Regions from separate parts of the Sus scrofa genome. Here regions 2, 3 and 4 are each linked to region 1. A link is a contact called in public HiChIP or PLAC-seq data. All regions are on one chromosome and are shown on one strand. The core of a region is the stretch at or near the end of the contact, and the rest is flanking DNA. Distances in the headings are between cores, read along the strand shown. Region 1 holds the start of DDX5 (probable ATP-dependent RNA helicase DDX5). Region 2 holds the start of C12H17orf58 (UPF0450 protein C17orf58 homolog). Region 3 holds the start of ERN1 (serine/threonine-protein kinase/endoribonuclease IRE1). Region 4 holds the start of KPNA2 (karyopherin alpha 2 (RAG cohort 1, importin alpha 1)).

Region 1 (6,149 bases), core at 3,030-5,529:
TATAGTCAGCAAAACACTAACTTCAACTCATATGGCTACAAGTCAAACACCTGCTTAAACGTATAAACAGTCTATCCTTGGTCTTGCCCCTGTTAAGACAGATCTTTTTTTCTATAGATGATAGAAACATGATGACAACCAATTACATGAACAAAGGAAGCAAAACAATTTTCAGAACAATGAATAGACCAATTTCAACAGCCAGATTCCAGTATGACTGAAAGTCATGTTTAAGGTAACCTATAAATGCATGACTCAATTTGTACAATAAAGTTGTTTTTAGAGTTATTAAGACTGACTTACTTTTCATCCTTTTCCACATCATGACACACATCCACAATCTGAAGAATGTTGTGATTTGCACTCAGTTCTAGTGCACCAATGTTTATATGAATATAGTCTTTCAGGAAATCTTCAGCGAGCTGTCTTACTTCTTTTGGCCAAGTAGCACTCCACATGAGGGTTTGCCTATCAGGCTAAAGATTTTTGGAATAAAGAAAAAGCCTTGTATTCTAAGAATAAATTTAGAGCAAAGTTTGAAAAGATAGACACATTTAAAGAGTACTTACTCTTATCTGATCCACAATTTTCCTTATTTGGGGTTCGAATCCCATATCCAGCATTCTATCTGCTTCATCAAGGACAAGGTAGGTGGTCCGTCTTAGATTGGTTTTCCCACATTCTAAAAAGTCAATCAGTCTTCCAGGTGTCGCGATACAGATTTCCACACCTTTAAACACAAAAATGTAACCAAGACATCTAGAATTTTAGCACCACCAGTGACAAATCAAACACTTTCTGTTTTGTACCTCTCTCCAAATCACGTATCTGTGGTCCCTTAGGAGCACCACCGTAGATGCAGGTGGACTTCAAGCGACACGCTCTACAGTATTCAGCAGCTACTTGCTGTACCTGTTGGGCCAGTTCTCGAGTTGGTGCCAGCACCAAGCACTAAGAAAAGAGAAAGTGGAATGAATACCTTTCAGCAGAGTTCCGGAGTCTACTTTTGAAGTGATGATATATCAGTGTTACAGCAGCACATGACTTATTTTGCTGTCCAATACCTAGAGCAGATTTGTTTCCAGATAAATGGTACAAAACAGCTAACGTCTCCACTTAAAATCACCACAAATTGTCATTTGCTTTCTACTGGACAAATCTCTGTACTTTTAAACAAAGCTTAAGGTATACTTACAATAGGTCCATCACCTCTCTCTAGGAATGGCTGATGATTGATGTGGACAATAGCAGGGAGCAAATACTGTTCAGAGAAGGGGCAAACAGAAGTTACACATTAAAATATTTCTGGTTTCTTTTAACTTCCAACCCATTTCCTCAATCACTCGACACAGAATTACAAGTTGCCCAACTTACAGATAATGTTTTCCCAGATCCAGTTTGTGCTACCCCAACCATATCCAATCCACTTAGAGCAACAGGCCATCCCTGAGCTTGAATAGCAGTGGGTTCAGTAAAGTTCTGCCTCGCAATCACATCCATTACGTTTGCTGTAATCATAAACAAGTAAGTTAAAATTAGAAATGCCGAGAGAAAGAATTTTTTTTTAAGGTAGGGAAAACTAGCACTTACCAGGAAAGTTTGCTTCATAAAAATTCAGAACTGGCTTTGGGCAGTTGTGACCTCTAACTGTAATTTCCTTGCTTCTTCTGTATGTCTCTACCTCTTGCTACAAAACAAATTACAAAAATCCAGTTGTCTTCTCATGACAACTCCCCTTAACTGAAAATGCAACCAATAAGCTCCTAAATTCATAATTGACTTAACTACTTTAAGATGGCCTTTTAAAATTTGGATCCATATAAAAACCCTAAACAAACAAAAACCACTTATTACGTTACACCCAACCATTTTAAGTAGAAAAAGTCACTTGTCTCCAAAAGTGAGTAGTAACTCCTCTTCCCCAAAGTAAGTAAGATCCTTACTTACTCAGCATGAGTTCCCCAAAACTTAGTTATGTGCAGGGAACTTCTAGTCAGATTTTGATTCACTGCAAAGTTATTAATTATTGAATTACAGCCTGAAGAAACCACATGAAATTACTTACTGCTGTTCGCCTAGCCAAATCAGGGTGTTCTTGATAAAAATTCTTCTCAAATTTGGGCAGCTCATCAAGATTCCACTTCTTTTTAACCAGTTTCTCCCCAGGGTTTCCAAACTTCTTTCCAGATAAGGGCCCTGCCCTACTTCCTCCAAATCGAGGCGCACCAAACCTGAAATTAAAAAGTCACATCTTCGAACACGTACAGACATATTAACCACCCCTTGGCACATGCTAAATATCAAAGACTTCCAGGTGGAACAGACGGTCATTCTCTCAAAAGCCACAATTAGCACCGCATCCTTTTCATTTCCCGTTGTACCAAGTACACGCCATTGAACCCAAATCATCAGCCCGGGATTTCACAGGTCGGAAAGTGGCTGCCCGAATGCCAGAAGTTCAGATTACAAGGAGCGTCAATAGTTGGGGCTACTAATCTCTCCCATGAACTTAAAAACTAAATATCTGAGAGAAAGACAAGAAAGGATAAGCCTAACAGCGATGTTATCTACCAGCTGTTCTCAAGCAAAGGAGCTTTGATTTTAATAGATAACGGAACAGCACACAGAGCAGAAAAAGGTGGGTTATCTCGCGGACACTTACGCAAGCCGAATGACTTGGAGAGATGCCCCAGAAAGGACCGCGATCAAGGTAGCAAAATTATATAAACGTAAGGAAAAAGAAAAGGAGGCGTTGGAGACTACCGGGGGAGGAGTCCCTGCCGGGCGGAGTCGGCCGGGCGGCGTTCCCGCTGGGGCGGCGCTTCCCCCTTTGTCTCGCATTTCTCTCTGCGCCACATTTTCTCGACGCTGCCATTTTGAGCTCCTCCGCCGGGCGGGGTAACAAAGGCGCCGCCGCCATGTCCGATGCCGGCATTTTGTACCCGCGGCTCAGCCACATGGCCGATTCCCGCGGTGCCGGTCACCGTCCTGCCCCCGCCGCAATAACGGCATCGGAGACGGCCCCCTCGCCACCCACAAAATTCCTGGGGCCCCCAAAACACCTTCCGAAAGGTTGCACCTAACAGCAGCGATTTCGTCCGCCTCGAAGCGCTGCGCTCCCCTCCCTTCGAAATACGCTCCTTGGAATTCTCCCAAGAGCTGATAAATCATCGAGGCCGCGATGCCCCATCCCAGACAAAAGAAGAGATCTCGAGAACCATTAACATGAAACTCCCAGGCAGTTTCAAAAATATCAAAATGGCGCAAGCCTTTGAGGGACGAGGCCCAAACATAGGCTGAGGAAGCCGAATTCCCGTCGCCACCCCGCCCCCCCGCATCGGCATCCCATCCCCCACCCACAGGGCCTGACAGGTCAGTTCCCACACTCACCCTCGATCCCGGCCGCGGTCTCGGTCACTTGAATAACTCGACATGGCGTCAATGGTTGCGGTTGGCGGGAAACAAAGCACAGAGAATCGGGTGCGACAAGTCGCTGGAGGTGGCTTCGACGACGGCGAAGCCTTGCGGGGGCGGCAGCGGCGGAGGGACGGCGATGACAGGAGCCCAAGCTGCCCGACAAGAGACCGGTGGAAATGAATGAGGTGCCGGCCGCGTCCCGGCAGCCGGTTTTATAGCCTGGACCGCCTCCTCCGCCGCAGAGAACGCTGGGAGCTGCTCTATGACCTAATCACCCCGCCCCTGCGCCGAGGCCGCACCGCCCGCGGGCGTTCCGAAATCCGCCATGTTCTCGCCCCTCCTTCTCCTCCCCCCACCCAAACCATCCCTCCCGTTTTTCACTCCTTTCAAGGGTGGGTCCATCCACCCACTACTGGGAAGCCTCAGTTTTTACTCTCTTGACTTCACCTTTTCCTTGTCTTCCACACTTCAAGGAAGTCGCCCCGCCCTTTTTCAGGTCCAGCACGAACAATGAAATGGCCCACCCAGACCAAGCCACTTGGTTCTCTTGGAAATGTTTACGTCTCCAAAGGGCCCTCACGCCCACAACCCGGCGAGACGGGTAGGCGGAGCCTGACATTGTCACGTGACTCCCCCCCCGCCCACCGGGTGAGCGGGCCGCACTACTTTTCCAGATGGCGTCGGCGGAGGAGTACAAAACGAAATCGCTCGCCGGAAGTGCAGTGCTATTGCCCGGGGAGACCGGCCAGGTCGGCTGGTTGACCCGCGGGGCTGTTAAACCCACCCACCTGAGAACTCCTTAGCGGGATCTGGTCGGCGGAGAATGGTATTTAGAGCTCGCAAACCGCCGCCCCAGCGCGTGCTGCGAAAGGAAGTGGTCCTGTGGTGACCAATCAGCAACGAGAAGCGGTTTTAACGTCCCTCCCTTTTTAATCCCTCCTTCCCGGCACTTTCGTTTGCTTCCCCCTCCTGTCAGCACTGGGTCTGCGGCGTGCGGCCCTCCCTGAGCTCCGTCCCGCGCGCACCGGGCCAAGAGTCCGACAGCGGCCTGCCTTCTCGACATGGCCGGCTCAGAGGCTGGTGAGTCTCGGCCTGTCGCTCCGGTGTGTGTGGACGAAGTCGTCCTCTCTAAATCCCCTAACGTCCCTGCCACTTTTACCTTGAGGCCTCGGGCGGGTTTGGGCGGCCGGCGGGGCTGGTGACACCCCGTGATAGTTGGCGGGCTCTCTGGGTAGGGTCTCATCCCCGCTCCCTGGCTCTTTCCGGGTTGTGGGGTGCGGTTTTGGGGGTGGGTTAGAAGGGCCCTTGCGGTGAGGCCCGTAGCGCACGCAACCTGGCTGCGAAAAGGGCAGTCGCGTAGCTTCCCCGGACTCGTATTTTTCTGGGGAATCCACCCACTCACTGTGCCTGCAGTTCTTGCATTGCGAGGACTGAGGTAGCTAGTACCTGCATCTTTATTTGAACATTGGAGGACCGGCCCTCTTTAAGATCTGTTGATGCCCCCGGCCAATAGCAGAACCGTGGTGGACTTCACTCTTCTGTGATCTCTAGACTCATTCGCTTTGTCTAGTACCGCTTTTGAAAGGCGAATTGATTTGGTTGTCTAGGACGCTTTCATCCTTTTCTCCAAGACAGCGTTCAAACCTGTTGTCATGGTTTGGTCAGCTGTGAGTACTGAACTTTGGGAGAGGGAGATAACATGCCTTGAAGACGCTTTCACACGGAAACTCGCACTTGTTTCTAGAACATACTTAAGAGAACGCACACAGAATAAAAGAACGTTCCCGTCAATTGCAAATTGTTTCAGGTTTTTCTAAGTTTCCTTTGGCCGACAAACTCTTGAAATAACTTTGCTCATCTTATCAGTATCTAGGGTAGGGAGGGTGACAGCAGGAAACTTCAGCAGTATTGGTAATGTGCTAATTTTGAATGTAGAGACGTTTTTGTGTATTTACCATATTTCTTTTCATGTGCACAAAATATAATTTAAAAAATTAAAAACTGCAGTAGTGTTGGTGTCATTACTCCAGTTCTTAACAGCCTCAGTTAATCACCACTTATTTGGGCACCAGAGAAATTCCAACTTGGGCAAGATAATTGGGTAACATCATGACTAATGCTATTGGGATTTTGAAGCAACATCTATTAATTAGTTTCTGGTGACCTTTCGTATATGAGATAATGTTCCTGACTTCTTGTAAATATATTTTAAATAAAAATCTACGTATAGCTTCTAAAATAAGGTGTAGAGTAATTTGAGATTTTAGTTTGGAACAGTAAAAATTGAGTTTGCATCATAGTTTTGTGGGTTTTTTGTTTGCCTTTTTTTTTTTTTTTTGCTTTTTAGAGCTGCACCTGTAGCTTATTGACATTCCCTGGTAGGGGTCAAATCAGAGCAGCAGCTGCTGGCCTACACCACAGCCACAGCAACACAGCATCTGAGCCTCATCCCCAACCTATACCACAGCTCAGGGCAATGCTGGATCCTTAATCCATTGAGTGAGGCCAGGAATTGAACCCAGGTCCCCATGAATGCTGGTAGGTTTGTTACCAGCAAGCCACAATGAGAATTCCTGCATGATAGTTTCGACAACATTGAAATTATAGCATTTTGTAAATCATCCCAAAAAATTAAATACATTTAAAAAAAATCATGCCTAGGACAGTCTGAGATTCTCTAACAATCGAATTTCTTATTTTCTGTAGAATACAATGTCTGCTTTTGTGAGGTT
Region 2 (5,540 bases), core at 2,985-5,484, 310 kb after region 1:
ATGAGGAAAATTGAGGACGAGATTACAGACAGTGTGACCCCTTCAACATTTTGTCAGTCTGTGACTAGACAGCCAGCTCCTCTCTAGAACATGTTTATCTCACTGTATTCCTCAAACCACAACACTTCTAATTCATTGTCATAACTCTTCAGAGCAGCCTGCTTTCTTGGAGATCTGAGTTGTTAGAATATTCTTTCTCAAACTGAAATGAAAGCTTTCACCACATAACTTCTACCTACTGGTTCTTTCCCAAAATATAACAAGTGTTTTTGTGTGCCTAGGCTCCCTATCCTCAGTTTCTCGAAAAGAACTTGACCACGATGGAGTCCAGCTGTCTCACCTCCCTTCTGCTTTCCTTCTAGCTTTCCAGAGCCTTTCTCGAAAACATGATCTGCCCCCCCCATCTGATCGGTCCACTGGCACTATTATTTTTGAGACACAGCAAAGGTCTGTTACTTCTTGTAGCAGCTGCATCTCACTGTTGGCTCGAGTGCTTCAGATAAAAACGCCTTCGTCTCAAGGCATTTCCCCCTTTCTTTTGGATTCGAAGCTGTTGGAATGAGATACACACTGGTTGTGCGTGGACTATGGTGAGCTAATATCCCTTTTGGGGGAATGCTGTTTCTGTTCCGTCTGAGGGACAAGGTCCTTAGCTCAAGGCTGGCATACAGAGCAATTTCAAGAATTCAGACCCAAGTGGCGAATGAATTTGTCTTAGAAAGACAAGAAAAATGCACCTTTCTTGAGGAGATGAACCATCACTAGAGAGCTAGGAAGGATTTCTACTTCTTTATCCTCCAGCACCTGGTGGGTAAAAGCATTCCTATGGGCTTAATGGATCTAGCCAAGTAGAGAGCAGTTTCAATTGAGGGGAGGGAAAGGGAGAAGAAAAGGTCTTTGGCTGAGGTCCCCCCCCCCTTCTGATTGAGAAGATCAATATTGTTTAGGTAGTAAAATAGTGTCATCAAACCTAGGATGCAGTGCCTTGGTTCCTCTCGAACCCCTGACACATCTTGGGATGAATTCTCTGTCATCTGGAATCCCCTCCCTTCCACAAGCCTGTCTTAAACACGAATCTGCCTGTTTGTTGCTGGCTTAATCTAGAAGGAACTATATCCCTCATTCGCCCCCACCCAGTCCCTCAGCCCCTCACACCCTTCTTCTCTTCCCTTGCCACCTCGCCCTCTCCTCCACCCCACCGCAGCCCGCGAACCCCCACGGGTCTAAAGTGTGGGTTCTGATGCTCTCATTGCCCACACATCACAGGACAGACGTTCCCAGGGACAACTTTGAGAGGCCACGTGCTCGCCCCCCTTAGGAGGTGGGAAAAATCCCTGCAGCTCCGTTTTGTTCCAATGGTCTGTTCAGTGAGTGATTCCCGTTTCCCCAAAGGCTGCCCCTCATTAGCATGAACGGGGGTGGGGGTGTGGAGAAGGGGTGGGGGGAGAGAAAGAGCAAAAGCCCAGGCTCAGTTTTAGAGCCTGGGAACCGTGTCTACAAACATGACAGCTAGAGCTTTCTGGCTCCTCTGTTTGATCGTTGGATCATCTCCCGAAGCCCCAGTGGCGGAGAGAAAAGGTAAGATCGATGAAACGCTAAGCCCTGGGAAAGGGGCTGGGATCCGGGGGGAGCTGGGGAGAGGGCGCGATGAAGGGCGGGACGAGAAAGCGGTCAGGGCTTGCCAGAGAGGAGACTCCGGGTCCGTGTTCGTGTTCGAAAGGAGCAAAATGTGTCCCCAAGATTGTGTGTGTCTTGGCAGCCTTTTCGGAAAGAAGCCAGCACAGCTACTGAAATGATCGCGAGCGAGCCGGGCAGGCTGGAGAAAACTTTGCATGTTAAGTAGTTGCTCCATCACAGAGGAGGGAAAGTGTCAAAAGGGGTCGTGGCGCGCCTTTCGGGAGCCGTGCGGGCCGGGCTCTGGGGACGCGGCTGGCGGCGGGCGCCCGGAGGAGCGCGGGGTCCGCCCTGCGCCCGGGTCCCTGTCCCGAGAGCGATCAGAGGCGCTGGGTGCGCCCTGCCGGGGCTGGGGGCTTGCAGGGAGCCTGAAATCTCAGACCTTTCTCCTCTCTCCCTGCAGCCCCAACCCATGGCCCTGGGACACCTGAGTCTTTAAAATACACACACACAATTTCATTGCATGAGATGAAAATTACAGAGGGAACGAAGACATGAGGTTCTCTACGGGAGGTGTTTTTGTTTTGCTTTTATTTGGATGTTTCTGTTCTATCCACTATCTCTGGGAAAAATAGCTTCCGCACCTCACAGGGCAATTTACTTTGGGTTATTTTTCCACATGGAAATTGAATGACTTCAGTGGCATTTAACCCAAATATCAGACAATCTTTCCCATGACAACAGATGGTGATATCAATGGGGAAGCAGTTGTGAGGTCAACAGTTGACAGTCAGGAATTGGATATCCACCAGAACTTTATTCAGCTGTGTATGGGCAACGTTGAACATAATGAGTCAGAATCAACCTCTTTGCAAAAACATGAACTATAACCAGCTATTATTGCTGGGTGAAAGCTGATTTTAAGGGAGATTGTCCATTTGGCAAGATAAATCACTTTAAACGAAGTGTTGCAAGAGCTGCACATGGACAGACCAAGCTCTTCGATGCCAGAGGAGAGAAATGCTAAAAACCAGCCGTTAAAACAATAGAAAAATAAAGCTGGACTCTTGTGCCCGTCTGGAGGGCACTGGGACCCAGGCAAACGGGGAGGTGATATTGTGTAACTGGGCATGGAAAGCTGCCCAGCTTCTAAGCTGGCTGAAGTTTGCTCACCAACCTGCCTGCAGAGCTGGGGAAAATCACTAATAATTTCAAAAATGTGTTTTCATGCCATATGCCATTTAGGAGCTTTTCCTCCACCATGCAAGGGGGCGGGGGTGGGAGGGCAATGTAAGTGATGTGTGTGCTTTTATACTTCACCAAGGGCCTCTGCCTCCCGGCCACACTTTAAAAATCTTTCTAAGCTGTGTTTTACTAATAAGTGGTGTCCAAGAAGCCAGATAAAAATCCACTCACAAATGCTGGGTTCTGCAGAGACCAAGATGACAGTGTAAACACGGATGGGAAAACCAAATAGTTCTGTTGTCAGGGGCGCTTAAACAATTAGGAGAACCTGTAATATGAGCCCTTTCCCCCTGGGGTTTGCTCTTGGTACTTTCTCAACAAACTGTACAGAGCAAAAAGGCGGATGTTTATATATACATTAAAGAAAGGGCAAAAAGAGTTTGTTATTTAACCAAAGTTGTCAGTTATGTTTAGTCCTGGAACAAATAGGTGGTTGTAATTTTAAAAGCCGTTGCTTTGCGAAGGTTCCTTAACAAAATGAAATGTTCCCATGCGGTGAGAAAATTCTTCCTAGTTGGCCTCATTCTTAGAGGGCAAGACCCTCATCTCCGTCCTCCTGTGGGGCCTAGGAAACCTGTGCTCCTCAGAAGCTGGGGGGCCTTCCTCTTCCCCCTCCCATTCTTTTTCCTTTACTTGCAAGTCTCCTGGCCGCCCCACCTCGCCTCTCGCAGGTGTCTGCTACGTTTGCATTGTCCCCCATCTCCTCCCCTCCCGGAGCCCTTTCTTCTCCCCCCCACTGGCTTCTCTCCCCCTCGGCAGCCTCATCTCTCAGCCTCCCCGGCCTCACCTCTCCTCCCCTCCTCTCTCCCTTCTCGTCTCGGCCTCTCCCCTTCCCCTCGACGCTCCCCCCACCCCCACGCCGGCCCCCTCCTCTCCCCGTCCCCTCCTCCGTCCCCTCTGCCCGCCCGGCCTCTCCTCCCCTCCCCTGACGCCCTCCCGGGCCTCTGCTCCTCTCTCCCTACAGCCTCGTCGCCCCACAACAGGAAGCCCGACCCCGGCGGCGGCCCGAGCGCTGAAGAGACACCGGGGCCCCGGGCGCAGCCGGTCCCCGAAACCCAACGGCGGCCGCGCGCAGCCGACGCCGCTCCCCGCGCCTGGTCGGACCTGCGGCGCCGGAAGCCCCCCACGCCCGCCGAGAACCGGGCCGGCTTCCGGGAGGCAGCGCGCGCGGCCGCCGACCCGCCGAGCCCGCGCCTCGCGCAGGCCGAGAACCGCGCGTCACCGCGCCGCGTGCCCGCGCTGGACGACTCCCCGCGGCGCGCGCGCTCCCGGCACCTGCGCCTCCCGGCCGCGCGAGCTCCCGCGCGCGCCGCCGAGGCCCCCGCCGACCCCGCCTACCTCAACCGGCCGCGCGCCGCCGCGCCGCTCCCGGAACCCGCGCCCGCGCCGCCGCCGCCGCGCCCGCCGCGGACGGAGGACGCCGAGCCAGGCGCCGAGCCCTGCGCGCGCGCCTGCGGGGCGGACCTGGACGTGCGCGAGTCCTACTGCGCCAGCGAGTTCGGTGAGCCCCGCCCGCCGCTCCTCCCGGGCCCGGACGGCCGAGCCCCGGCCGCGGGGAGAGCCTTTCCGAGCCGAGGGAGTCGGGCTGTACACCGGGATCCTAAACCAAACCCTAGAGAATCCCACCCGCTCGGTCCTGCAGGCCCCAGAGCCGTGTGGACTATTTCGCGATTTGTTAAAAACGCTCTGGGGAGAGAAAGAGGAAGGGAGCGCTCTGTATTTCTCCAAACTCTTTGTTTTTTGCAAGCAGCAGTGAACGGAATCGTGCATGATGTGGACGTGCTCGGCACAGGGATCCGGCTGGTGACTCTGCTGGTGGACCGGGACGGGCTGTACAAGATGAGCCGCCTGTACATCACTCCGGACGGGTTTTTCTTCCGAGTCCACATATTAGCCCTGGACACCTCCAGTTGCAATAAGCCATGTCCAGAATTTAAACCTGGTATTGAAACTAAGTGACCATTTTATATTTATGACACCATTGAATATGCCGGAGCCTGGTCTCTGTCGGTCACCCTAGTACCTTTTACGGGGAGAGGGGTATTCTTAGAATTTAGACGACAGGTATTATTTCGGGGATTTAAATTCTGGGATTTAAATTCCATCAGCGCACACCTTCCTCCCGCGCCACCGGCTAAAGATGGGAACTGCACGGGCTGGCACAAAGCAGACACTCAATAAATGTTTGTGGACAAATGAAGGGAACGATGAAACACCGTTGCCAGAAGGGACGCCTACGGGGCCATTTAAACTGAGTGTAGAAGCGTCTTTTTTGGGGGGCGGGTGCTGCGCACTGCCACGTCTTTCTAGAGGTGTGCTCGGTAAAGTCCTGCTGATATGTTGTGATTAGGAACTTTGCTCCTAGTGTTGGCTGTTTACAGGCTGGGTAATCTGATTATTCTATAAAGGTCACTAGGCTGTCTCTGTTGTTTGAGGGTTAAATAAATGTCTGAGATGCACCATGTGCAGCAAGATAACAGATTCAAGCTTAGGCGTTTCTTAAAGTCCTTATTCCATTTTCACATTGTTTCGTGGCATTTTTGAAGATACTATGAATTTACATGTTGGCTTTTTTTTTTTTTTTCTTTCCCCCCCCAGGCAGCAGGTATATTGTGATGGGCCACATCTATCATAAAAGAAGGCAGCTACCTACAGCTCTGCTTCAGGTCCTGAGGGGGCGC
Region 3 (5,707 bases), core at 1,845-4,344, 310 kb before region 1:
GCAGGCAAATACCTACTCCTCCCGCTTCAGGAATCCTGTCTACCATCGAACTCCCTCAAGGATTCCTCTCATAGACATTTCCTCCTGCGCTCTGAGAAGCTTTCCTACCGGGAGAACCTCCTGAGCTGGCGAGTTAAGGAAACAACACAAACACACGTGCACAACTACAGGCTAACTGCAGACGCACAGTGCACAGAATGGGAGCGGAACAAAACACTTCTCGCGGCCGCACAGCAAATACTTGACGTTTCCTGGGAGGATAATTCACCCAGGGGATAACTAACTATCCGAATAAGTGATGATCAAGACCGTTTCCAGCGAAGACCCCCGTCTCAGACGACAGTCTCGCTGTGTGCCTGCGCGCACGCGGTCCGCGGTTCTCAGCGATGGTGTCTATTGCCCTCGACGACCAAAACGTCCGCCGAGTAAAAGAAATGGCATATGCCATCGCTGCAAGTGCTTTGCCTCACATGCCACCAACTCTCGGGCACTTGAAAGAAGTGACACCCAAACGCTGTACAGTGAGGACCACAGGGCAGCGAGGATGTGACAGCCATGATGCAACACAAGCCAAGATCCGGGTCTAGGAAGGAGGGGGAAACCTCCTTGACTGAATAAGCACATTCTGGATTAACCTAAGAAAGCCTCAAGTGCTTCCTAACACCGAGGTAACTGCACTGTGGATCTGAGAGCCTAGAGTTTCAGCTCGTGGATGAGTCAATGTCTGGCTCAGACATACACTGAAGGAAAATCAAAATATTGCCTCCACTGCACTCCAGTTACTTCATCAATCACAAAGAAACAGCATCACAAAAATGTTCTTTGCCTAGGCATAGTATAACATTTTAAAAATGATGACTTAGGAAAAAAAACACCTTTGGGGGTAGCAAGAATTCACATTATCATCTATGAGGTACCAGGTCCCGTCACAGGTGTTCGTGTGTTAGCTGTCCCCATTTCACAGATCAGGAAACAGAGTCTCCAAGACTCTGAGGGCACGGCTAGCAAGGGACCCGACAGAACTCAGGTTTGCCTCATTTTACAGCCAGGACCTTCTGCACACCATCACTGCTGCCCAGCTTAACGCAAACCCTGCAACAGGTTTCACTTAAGAATATTAAAAGATAATTCCCACTATGGCTGAGGAATGAAATTTTTACTAGTAGTCAACTTCGGAGTCAAATTCGGACCTCTTTCCCTAAAAAGTAGTTACACTAAAACATAACCTTTTGATAAGGGTCTGGACTATTTTACCATGAACTCAGAGAAGTCTGGATTTCTAAATACAATTTGGAAATATTTACATGAACTGAAACTATAGTCCTAACTAAAGCTAAATAGTTTTGGCTCTTTAGCCAAAGTTATTCAAAAACTAAAACACGAGAATCCAGTGAAAGATTAGCAAATGAAAAGATGTGGCAAAGAAAACCATACACACAAAGTCCTGATGATATGGAAGGAATGACTCTCAGGTCACACATTTTGGTCATTCCCTTTACATTATTATTTGTGAACAGATGCCAGGCAGCAGTTAACCAGCGCAAGATAAAATGTTCAAGTTCAAAACCTGACCCTAGTTGTGAAAGTGAATTTTTTTTCTTAGATAAGAAACTGAACTTACATGAGTTTTATTGTGAAGTGTGTACAAACTTTCCTTAAAAAAAAAAAAAACACGCTGCATTTGAAAAAGGGGGCCTCACATTACTTCAGCTGTTTCCAAATGCTTGTTACCTCAAGAGCAGACTATTATTTACCGAAAATGCACAACCTCGGAAAAGTTCATGCTGTGGCACTCAGGTACACACGTGCCAATCCTCCATCTGGACATCTGGTACCTGATATACCATATTAGAAAGTACACAGTGGAGGTCATTAAACAGAACCTGCTCCAGTGCGCCATGCCCACATCCTGAACAATAGTTTCTTGTTTTGTTTTCTTTCTTTTTTTTTTTTTTAAACCACTCGCTCATTTAGGTTCTTCCAGCCAGAAGGGAAAAAAAAAGCCAAATCTGTCCACAAAATGTCCTCCTAGCCACGGTGCCCAAATCCACAGCCTGAGTAAAGGCCTGAAATAGTTAAATAAATAGAAGAGCAACCCAGCTCTTCTCTCCAGAAAAGAAATGAAAAGACGTTTCAGACAGTCCCATGGTGCTCTCCCGTGAGGTGGAGACCTTCCGTTTGAAGTTTCCAAGAGGTTTCACCGCTGTCCCATATGGGGGTCTTGAAAAACACTCCAACGCCCACCATTTAACCTACTTCACCAAGGCTTGCTGCCCGAAAGGAAGCCCGCTGCCTCCAATGCCAAGAAACCTGGAGCAGGTAAGCAGAATCAAGGTCTGGGCTAAAACTGCTTACCCCCTTCCAGCTGCCTTCATTTCCCAAAGTTCTTGCATTTTGGAAAGTTCAAACGCGGATAATAAATGCAACACATTCTCTCCCCCTTGATTACAGGGCCCGTTCTGCCCTTTCTCCGCGGCCACCGCCAGGCAGGGCAGGCGCCCACCTGTGGGAAGGGTCCGGCAGGTGGGGCGGCTCCCAAGGGTCCCGGGCCTTCCGGAGACAAGAGGTGCCGCTGGGGCGACACAAAGTTGCGCCAGAGAGCACGCGGCCCAGGAGGCGCTGCGGGTGACAGCCGCGCTGGCCCGCGAGGCCCCTGGGTGGCGGACGCCTCGGCGCGGCCGGCCGTGGCCGCCACTTCGGCCGGTCCAGAGGCCGTCGCTCCGCTCCCGGCGCCGCCCTCGCCGGGGCGCACCGAGCCAGGGGACGCCGCCGCCGACGTCACCGTACTCCCAGCTCGGACCCCGGCCCTCCCTGCGCTGCCCCCACCCCAAGCTCCCCGGTCACTCACCCCGGGACCGGGCAGCAGCAACGCCAGCAGCAGAAGCAGCCGGCCAGGCATGGCGAGGACTCGGCCCTGGCTCCAGGCCGGCCGGCTCCAGAGGGGCGGTGCGGGCGGGCGGGCAGAGGACCGGGCGGGGGCGCCGCGACGACAGCGCGGCTGCGGCCGGGATTCAGCGAACGCAGAGCTGACTAGGCGGTGGCGGCACCCCCATTCCCCACCGTATAAGAGCCTGGAGCCGGCGCTTCTTCCGGTCGGGGCGGGGTCGGGGCGGGGCCCAGCCTAAGGATGGCCCTGAGATGGGGCGGGGCCCAGGCTCAGGGGCGGGGCTGAGGGCAGACTGGGGCGGGGCTAGCGCGGAAGGGGTGGTGGTGGGCGGGGCCATGGGCGGGGCGGCCCTCTGACTGTCCGTGGGTCCTTCAGCACCAGCTGTGGGAGCGGACGTTCAGACACCTCGGTCCCGCGTCTAGGGACATTGAGTGACCCAGTCAAGGAGCTTGTCTGAGGAATAGGGGAGGCCAGCAACCTCGCCTCGCGGGTTCACCCCCTGCTCCAGGCGGCTCGGTCGCCGAGGGACCTGCTACGTCATACTTGATCAGGAAAGAGCAGGAGTGTGGCGATGCCAAGTGTCCAGAACCCCTGTTTCGTCCTCACGCCTTAGAAGACAGTAGGAGGGATCGTTGGCGAGCTCGGGAGTGAGGATCAGACTCTAGCAGGCGATTCCCGCAAACCCAGAACTTGTGCTCTGCGAAGGGCTGTCTCTGAGTTCGCAGTCCTGGGATGCTCTAGCTGTGTCTCATTTAGCCTAAAGCCCCCTTTCTTCCCTTTCTTTCCCCTCAGGAATTCCCCTCAAATTATGTCCAACAACCATGTTCCCTTTGGAATAACCATGGCCAACTCATTCGCCAAAAATTACAAGCAAAGAAGGAAACCATTTCAGCTGTGATGTCATATGTGTTTGTGTGGCATTTGTAGATGTGAAGCTTGACATATGCCACACGGGAGTGGGTTTGCTGAGGACTCATACAAGGTCTTTTTGAAGGTTATGGGCTATTAACCTGATCTAAAGAGACAGGCAGCTGTTTGGTCCTGGGTCCCATGCCGCCCTCCACTGAGATGGAAGCAGGGAGAGAGGACATTGTAACAAGAGAGAATAAAATAATTTTCAGAGCACAACATTTCCATATTCTAGGAGAAAAAGGAAAAAAGAATAGCAACTTCTCTAATTTTTCCCATCTTGCTCATATGACAGATTTTTCAGGCTTTGGGGGAAAGTAGTAAGCAACACTGGAGAAAGCAAAGTAATCAGGACTATATTCAATATCTTATAATAACCTATAACAGAAAAGAATCTGAAAAAGACTGTGTATATATATATATCTGTCTTTTCTAGGGCCGCATCCGCAGCATATGGAGGTTCCCAGGCCAGGGGTCTAATCGGAGCAGTAGCCGCCAGCCTATACCAGGGCCACTGCAACGTGGGATTCGAGCCGCATCTGTAACCTACACCACAGCTCAGATCCTTAACCCACTGAGCAAGACCAGGGATTGAACCCACAACCTCATGGTTCCTAGTTGGATTCGTCAACCACTGAGCCATAACGGGAGCTCCAAGGCTGTATGTATATATCTGAATCACTTTGCAATACACTTGAAGCCAACACAACATTGTAAAGCAACTGTACTGCAATTATAAAAAATTGATTAGGAGCTCCTATTGTGGCGCAGCAGAAAAGAATCCGACTACTAACCATGAGGTTGCAGGTTCGATCCCTGGCTGCACTCAGTGGATCAAGGATCCAGTTTTGCCGTGAGCTGTGGTGTAGGTCACAGACACAGCCTGTATCTGACGTTGCTACAGCTGCGGTGGCTACAGCTCCGATTAGACCCCTAGCCTGAAAACCTCCACATGCTGCAGGTGCAGCCCTAAAAAAAAAAAAAAAAAAAAAAAAAAAAAAAAAAAAAAAATAATAATTAATTAAATATAGGAGTTCCCACTGTCACAGTGGGTTAAGAACCTGACTACAGCAAATTCGATCCCCAGCCCTGAGCAGTGGGTTAAAGGATCTGGTGTTGCTGAGGTTCGGATTCAATCCCTGGCCCAGGAACTTCCATATGTTGCAGGTGCAGCTATAAAACTATAATAATTAAAAGTAAATAGGAGTTTCCTAGCAGTTAGGGACATGGTGTTGCAACTGCTGTGGCTCCGATCACTGCTGTGGTGAGGGTTCGATCCCTGGCCCAGGAACTTCTGCATGCCATTTGCTTGGCCAACTAAATAAATGAGAGAAGTAGTGGGGGACTGACCAGATGTATGGTCTCATCGACGAGGTTCCCCACTGGCAACCTCATATGCCTGAATCACGGTCTAGGGACGAATCCCTCCCAATGCTGGAGAAACCAACATGGCAGGTTCAGAGTAGGGTGGAGCTGAGCAATGGTGAAAGTGGTAGACACATTTTGAAAAGCGTCATCTTCGTGTCTAAATGCAAGCAGAGAGGCCTGGAGCTGCTAAGGGATGCGCAGAAACCGAAGCTTCACCACTCCTCAGCAGCGAGGCAAGGTGGCCAGGGAGGCGCCCACAGAAATTGGGAGGAGCTCTTTAATGACTATTATCTGTCAGGCTTACAAGCAACAACAGGATCTGTAAGACCACAGGGTTGAGTTAAAAGAGAAGCTTGATTGGAAAACACTGCTTTCACATCCCTTCTCGGGTGCTTTTTCTCCAATAGAGTAAGTCCAGGAGGGGAACTTTCTGTGCTGGCACTCTGGCAGCCCTTTTACAATTCAAAATGTCACTGTGACCCTGGAAGCACTCAGATGAAACACAAAGGGGAATGCTTACCTCAATCTGACTCATAAATCCAT
Region 4 (5,560 bases), core at 2,328-4,827, 290 kb after region 1:
AGCATAATGTGAAAAAAGCAAGAAAGTGCCTATATATCTTTGAAAGATGAGAAATTTGAAAATCTAAAATGGGTTTAACTTACTAAAAAACCTTGAAAGAATGTAGATTAAAATTATCAAAGTTTCAGAGTTCCCGTCGTGGTGCAGTGGTTAACGAATCCGACTAGGAACCATGAGGTTGCGGATTCGGTCCCTGCCCTTGCTCAGTGGGTTAAGGGTCCGGCGTTGCCGTGAGCTGTGGTGTAGGTCGCAGACGCGGCTCAGATCCCTCGTTGCTGTGGCTCTGGCGTAGGCCGGTGGCTACAGCTCTGATTCGACCCCTAGCCTGGGAACCTCCATATGCCGTGGGAGCGGCCCAAGAAATAGCAAAAAGACAAAAAAAAAAAAAAAAAAATTATCAAAGTTTCTTAAGATGATTAAAGCAACATTTTAGGTGTTTGTGGGGTTTTTTTTTTTGCTTTTTAGGGCTGCACATGCAGTATATGGAAGTTTCCCAGCTAGATACTGAATTGCTGCAGCTGCCAGCCTACACCACGGGCACAGCAATGTGGGATCCAAGTGCATCTGCAACCTACACCACAGCTCATGGCCACACGAAATTCTGAACTTACTGAGTCAGGAGAGGGATTGAACCCTCGTCTTCATGGACACTAGCTGGGTTCATTACTGCTGAGCCATGACGGGAACTCCAGGAAATTTTTTAGGTTAATAGTATGTGGCATAGAAAGAAAGGAAGGATAAAATTAGGAAAGTACTGGTGTGCCCGACGTGGCTCAGTAGTTAACGAATCCAACTATGAACCATGAAGTTGTGGGTTCGATCCCTGGCCTTGCTCAGTGGGTTAAGGATCTGGCATTGCCCTGAGCTGTGGTATAGGTCGCAGACGCGGCTCAGATCCTGTGTTGCTGTGGCTCTGGCATAGGCCGGTGGCTACAGGTCCAATTCGACCTCTAGCCTGGGAACCTCCATATGCCGTGGGAGCGGCCTAAGAAGTGGCCAAAAAAAAAAAAAAAAAATTAGCAAACTACTGAAAATGCTTCAGGAGGAAAAAGATCTGACTTTTTCCTTTTTTTTAAAGCTGCTGACAAGTACAAAAAAATAGAGAATACTTTAAAAACAAACAAACAAAAAAAAGAATTCAAGAAAGAGTTGCCTTCTGCTGTAGCAGGTTAAAAGCTGGCATTGTCACTGCAGTGGCTTAGGTCCAATCCCTGGCCTAGTAACTTCCACATGCCACAGGCAAGGCCAAAAAAAACAAAACAAAACTGGAGTTCCCATTGTGGCTCAGCAGAAACAAATCTGACTAGTACCCATGAGGATGCGGACTCATCCTTCTTAGCCTCCTTCAGTGGGTCGAGGAATCTGGCATTGCCATGAGCTGTGGTGTAGGTCACACATGGGTGTGGTTAGGCTGGCAGCTGTAGCTCCAATTCGACCCCTAGCCTGGGAAATTCCATATGCCAAGGGTGCAGCCCTAAAAAGCAAAAAAAAAAAAAAAAATCAAGAAAGACAAAGGTAGAAATAAGTTGGTCCTGCACACACTTTCACTTAACACTTGAATGACCAGGTCAAGGTCCGAAGCTGACAGCTAGAAATGCAGGTAGTCTTGAAGGGAGATCAGAGCCAAAGACAATCTTGGAATCAACTTTAGTAGATTATTAAGTGTGGGAAGGAAAGAAGACAGCTCACTAGAATTACTGACTGGGAGCACAAAAATAAAAGATCTTCACATTTGATAGTTAAGACTATAAAGCTAGGAATGTTATTTAAATTTCTAAGAAAAGACCCATATTGATTTTCTGGGTTTACCATAATCACAAGCTGAAATATCCTTACCTGGTTATTGCGGTTTTCCTGCAGTGGAGAAGTAGCGTCATCAGGAAAAGAGCTGACATTTCTCCTTTTCAGCATCTGGTCATCCTTCTTAGCTTTCCTCAGCTCCACATTAACTTCTATTCGGCGCCGCCTCATTTCCTTGAGAGAAAATTACATATCATTTCACCTATTACACCAGTTTTTGTTGCCAAGTGATGGCATTTTTTTCAAATTCCTTCAAAGTTTTGACCCCTTCAAATATATTGCCATTTAAAAAATACCACAGGAAAGCAACAGAAAGTACTCACTGTACTGTCTTTCCCCTTGTTCTTGAATCTGTTAAGGCGGGCAGCTGGTGAATTAGCATTCTCATTGGTGGACATGGTTATGAGACAAAGGGAGGGAGGTATCTATAAGATGAGGGAGAGAAAAAAAATTCCCTTTTATCATTTTGATTGGCAATACGGTAAGCATCAAGGGAATTATCGAAAACATATTGAATCCACACTTTTGTAATGGAAGAGGAACTTCCTTTTTCAGCACTATGTAGTTTTAGCCAAAGGATATTTGGCCCCTCCCCTCCGAAGGGCTGAGACTTCCTGGAGCAGTGCTGTCCATCAGAAATATAAAGCAAGCAGCCTAAATTTAAATTTCCTAGTAGCCACATTTTGTTTAAAAAAAGTAACAAGAAACAAATGAAATTAATTTTAATATTTAACCCAACACATCCAACATATTCTCATTTCCACACGTTAAAATATCAAAAAAATTACTGAGATATTTCACATTCTTTTTTCCTACCAATTCTTCAAGATCTGTACTTTAAGCTTACAGCACAACTCGATTCAGACTAGCCACTTGCGTCTGGCGACTACCGCACTGCACAGAGCGGCTCTAGACTCTATAGAGGATCTACAAATACTTAACTGAACTCGGAGTAGGGGGACTGAGCTTATAGGTAAAATCTTTGTCCTAGGGGCCATAAATTCAGATCCTCTGGAGGCTCCACTGTCTTTAAATGGCCTAACAGGTACATTCTCCACAGTTGAAAGTTGTTAAAAATCTGACTCATCATTACGTTATGGAGTCTTTCATAAAATGTCCTGTCCACACTGAAAACTCGCGACGCAGTTCTTCATCTTCAGCATCTCGCACACTTTCGAGGAATTCCGAGTGAATGCACCAAATTAGGTTGATATCCCCAGCTGTGCTTCACTCAGACGTGGCTACTTAAGCGCACTCCCCAAAAGATCACAAAAGGAAAAGTCCTCCTAAGGGGGGGAGGGGGCTATCTTTAATTTCATTTTGTTCTTTTACGAAATAGTGACACAACCAACCCAGGGCCGACGTGTTTTAAGAGACAGCACTTCCAACTGCCACCTCCATCTCCAGTCCCTTCCCCTGCTCCCCCCTCCCCGCCCCATTTCGGGGAAGGAGCAGCCGGGAACTGACGGAGGAGGAGCCAGAGGCGCCCGGCAACCTACTTGGGCTTTCGCCCTCGGGCCTCACTCTGATTCTCGAGTAAATGCCATTGCGGCGGTTTGCAGAGCCTCGGGCCCTAAAACCCAAGCACCCGCATCCCCAAACACCCGTCTCGTAAACGAACGACCCCAAAGGCCTCGTCAACCAAAGAAGCCAAAGCTAGGCCAGGCGTATAGCCCGGGCCTTCCCTCCCGCCACCCACAAGCCGAGCCCGGCCTACAGGCCAGCCGTTGCCACTCAGGCCGGACTGCGGCCTAGGTTCGTACCTACACAGCCGGCTCAGGCTTCCACAGGAGGCGGTCAGGGGCGCTCAGGCTGCGGCTCAGGGTCTCTCAAAACGTCCACCACGGTCAGCGCGAGGACAGTGTGGCTCGTGCAGCCGGCGCGATTTAAATTTCCCGGTGGCTCCGCATTCCGATTGGCTGGTTCGAGCTTATGCTAGACGTCCATTGGTGGATTTGAAAAACACGTTGGGAGGGGTCAGAGGGCCCAGAAGATACGATAGCATCGCGAGATGAGGGAGCGGCCGGGCGATCCCAGAGCGCCCCGCAGTTCGGAGGCGGCAGCCTTCAGGTCCCGGCGTGCAGCGCGAAGGGCTAGTTTCCAGCCCGCCTTGGCCATAGCCTCGGTCCTTTACCGAGGGTTTACTCGTGTACAGTGGTTGGTCGTTACCCTTGGCGTCTGCCTTAAGAGAACCACAAATGATTCCCCAAATAATTTTTAAAATTTCGATATAGAAATACATTGCTATGTATTTTTTTCTCTGATAGGACTCAGAAGAAAAAGGCCACCAAAGGTTAGCAGGGCCACCAAGGAGGGGATGGATAAAGCAGATTTGTGCTGCACTTTTTAGTTTAGTTTTTTTTTTCTTCTAACTTGCATCATAAAAGACTGCATAGACGGCACAAGTAATGGTAACAAAAGGTTTACTACATCTGTTTCTCCAGTCTTATTTTTTATTTTCAAATACAAAAGAACTATAAATCTTTATGCATATTTGCCAAGTGTTAACATTTGCCACATTTACTATTTCTTTCTCTGTGTAAATACCCACACGTACTAGTAGGCCCATATGCATAGCTTTTACATGATACTTTTCAACCTTTTGAAGGGTAAGTTTGAGAAATCATGTCCCTTTATCCCTAAATATTTTGGGTTGCACCTTGGAAGGATAAGGACATTCTGTTATATAACCACTCCACAATCATCAAATTCAAGACATCTGAACTTCGATGTGATTTATTATATAGTCCATGTTCAAATTTTGTCAGTTGTTCCAGTAATGACTTATGCTACAATTTATACATTTCTGAATAAAATGCTTGCATTTTCTTGTAATTTTTAAAAAAGCATCAGTGATGGTTCTCGTAATGTCAGTGTTATAGGCCACTTTGTTTTCATAATTTTTCCGTATTCTGAAAAGGGTATTTTTAAGAAAAGCTGTATTGGTTTTGTTGTTTGTGTGTTTTTTACTATAAATTCAAACAATGGTCTTCGTCTCTTCTTGCAGGCATTTTTGCCAGCTTCATGCACTGTGTAGCAGCCAAGGGAATCACAGGAGGTTGTCTCCTCTCACCTACCCAATCAGTATAATCCTATCTGCCCAAATGCGAAAACGTGGAAGGAATTCACCTGTAAACCAGTCACTGCAAGGCATTCCCTTTGCTACAATGAATGGCTCAGGGGCAGTCATCTGACCTAATTTCATCCAGTTGTGAAGCCTATGCTTTTTGTTTAATGATTGGAGGTGGGAAAGCAGGCTCTGTTCCGAACTGAGTGATGTGAGTTCTAGAAATTTGAGTTAAGACAATTGTAGAGAAACCATGAAAGCTTTGATCACCATCCTGACCTACCTCAGAAGGCTGCAATTATATCATCCTTTGTGATAATTATATCATCACTTCCTTTGTTGTTTAAGTTAGTGTAATTGGGCTTTCTTTTGCATGAAAATATCGGTATTACGTGCCTAGAAGTGTTTGGTATTACCGATATGAAAATTCATCTTCACAATTCTGTGAGGTAGTATTACTATCTGTTCCATTTCACAGAAGAGAAGAGCGGGTGGTTAAGTAACTTGTCAGGTTCACACAGGAACAAATGGCATTCAAACCTAGACGGGCAAATTTGAAGAAAATTTTGTTCACCCTGCAACGACCTAACAGTTGCCTTCCTTAATGGGTTATCCAATTAATGTACGTTGACTAAATGCAAGAATGAAAAAGAAGTAGTTTGATAAAGAAGGAAAGGTTGAGGGGGATGCAGG

Evidence for each region. HiChIP or PLAC-seq counts read pairs in DNA pulled down with a chosen protein or histone mark.
Region 2: a contact with region 1 is called in an H3K27ac HiChIP or PLAC-seq map of alveolar macrophages. The contact joins the promoter of C12H17orf58 here to the promoter of DDX5 in region 1. A contact is called at or near these places in 2 of 5 promoter capture datasets (fetal liver and liver), 1 of 47 Hi-C or Micro-C datasets (heart right ventricle) and 1 of 2 datasets of contacts at active chromatin or transcription factors (alveolar macrophages).
Region 3: an H3K27ac HiChIP or PLAC-seq map of alveolar macrophages shows a contact between it and region 1. The contact joins the promoter of ERN1 here to the promoter of DDX5 in region 1. A contact is called at or near these places in 1 of 5 promoter capture datasets (fetal liver) and 1 of 2 datasets of contacts at active chromatin or transcription factors (alveolar macrophages).
Region 4: a contact with region 1 is called in an H3K27ac HiChIP or PLAC-seq map of alveolar macrophages. The contact joins the promoter of KPNA2 here to the promoter of DDX5 in region 1. A contact is called at or near these places in 2 of 5 promoter capture datasets (fetal liver and liver), 4 of 47 Hi-C or Micro-C datasets (heart right ventricle, liver and psoas muscle) and 2 of 2 datasets of contacts at active chromatin or transcription factors (alveolar macrophages and skeletal muscle).

The regions. Positions count from the first base shown.
Region 1 is chr12:14,569,842-14,575,990 of Sscrofa11.1, reverse strand. DDX5 (probable ATP-dependent RNA helicase DDX5) reads right to left here and starts at 4,279. Exons shown (of 14, transcript XM_021066761.1): 1 at 4,206-4,279; 2 at 3,391-3,569; 3 at 2,066-2,231; 4 at 1,591-1,687; 5 at 1,375-1,508; 6 at 1,196-1,261; 7 at 810-951; 8 at 570-730; 9 at 304-476. The coding sequence starts at 3,434. CEP95 (centrosomal protein of 95 kDa) reads left to right here and starts at 4,340. Exons shown (of 19, transcript XM_021066757.1): 1 at 4,340-4,497. The coding sequence starts at 4,479.
Region 2 is chr12:14,260,373-14,265,912 of Sscrofa11.1, reverse strand. It overlaps C12H17orf58 (UPF0450 protein C17orf58 homolog), which reads left to right and starts at 4,234. Exons shown (of 3, transcript XM_021068119.1): 1 at 4,234-4,360; 2 at 4,610-4,801; 3 at 5,458-5,540. The coding sequence starts at 4,699. It overlaps LOC110256159, which reads left to right. Exons shown (of 4, transcript XM_021068075.1): 1 at 1-590; 2 at 1,267-1,578; 3 at 3,824-4,446; 4 at 4,607-4,615. The coding sequence starts at 1,503. The coding sequence ends at 4,615.
Region 3 is chr12:14,879,300-14,885,006 of Sscrofa11.1, reverse strand. ERN1 (serine/threonine-protein kinase/endoribonuclease IRE1) reads right to left here and starts at 3,094. Exons shown (of 22, transcript XM_005668695.3): 1 at 2,849-3,094. The coding sequence starts at 2,899.
Region 4 is chr12:14,283,329-14,288,888 of Sscrofa11.1, reverse strand. KPNA2 (karyopherin alpha 2 (RAG cohort 1, importin alpha 1)) reads right to left here and starts at 3,577. Exons shown (of 11, transcript NM_001163404.1): 1 at 3,564-3,577; 2 at 2,124-2,225; 3 at 1,837-1,974. The coding sequence starts at 2,198.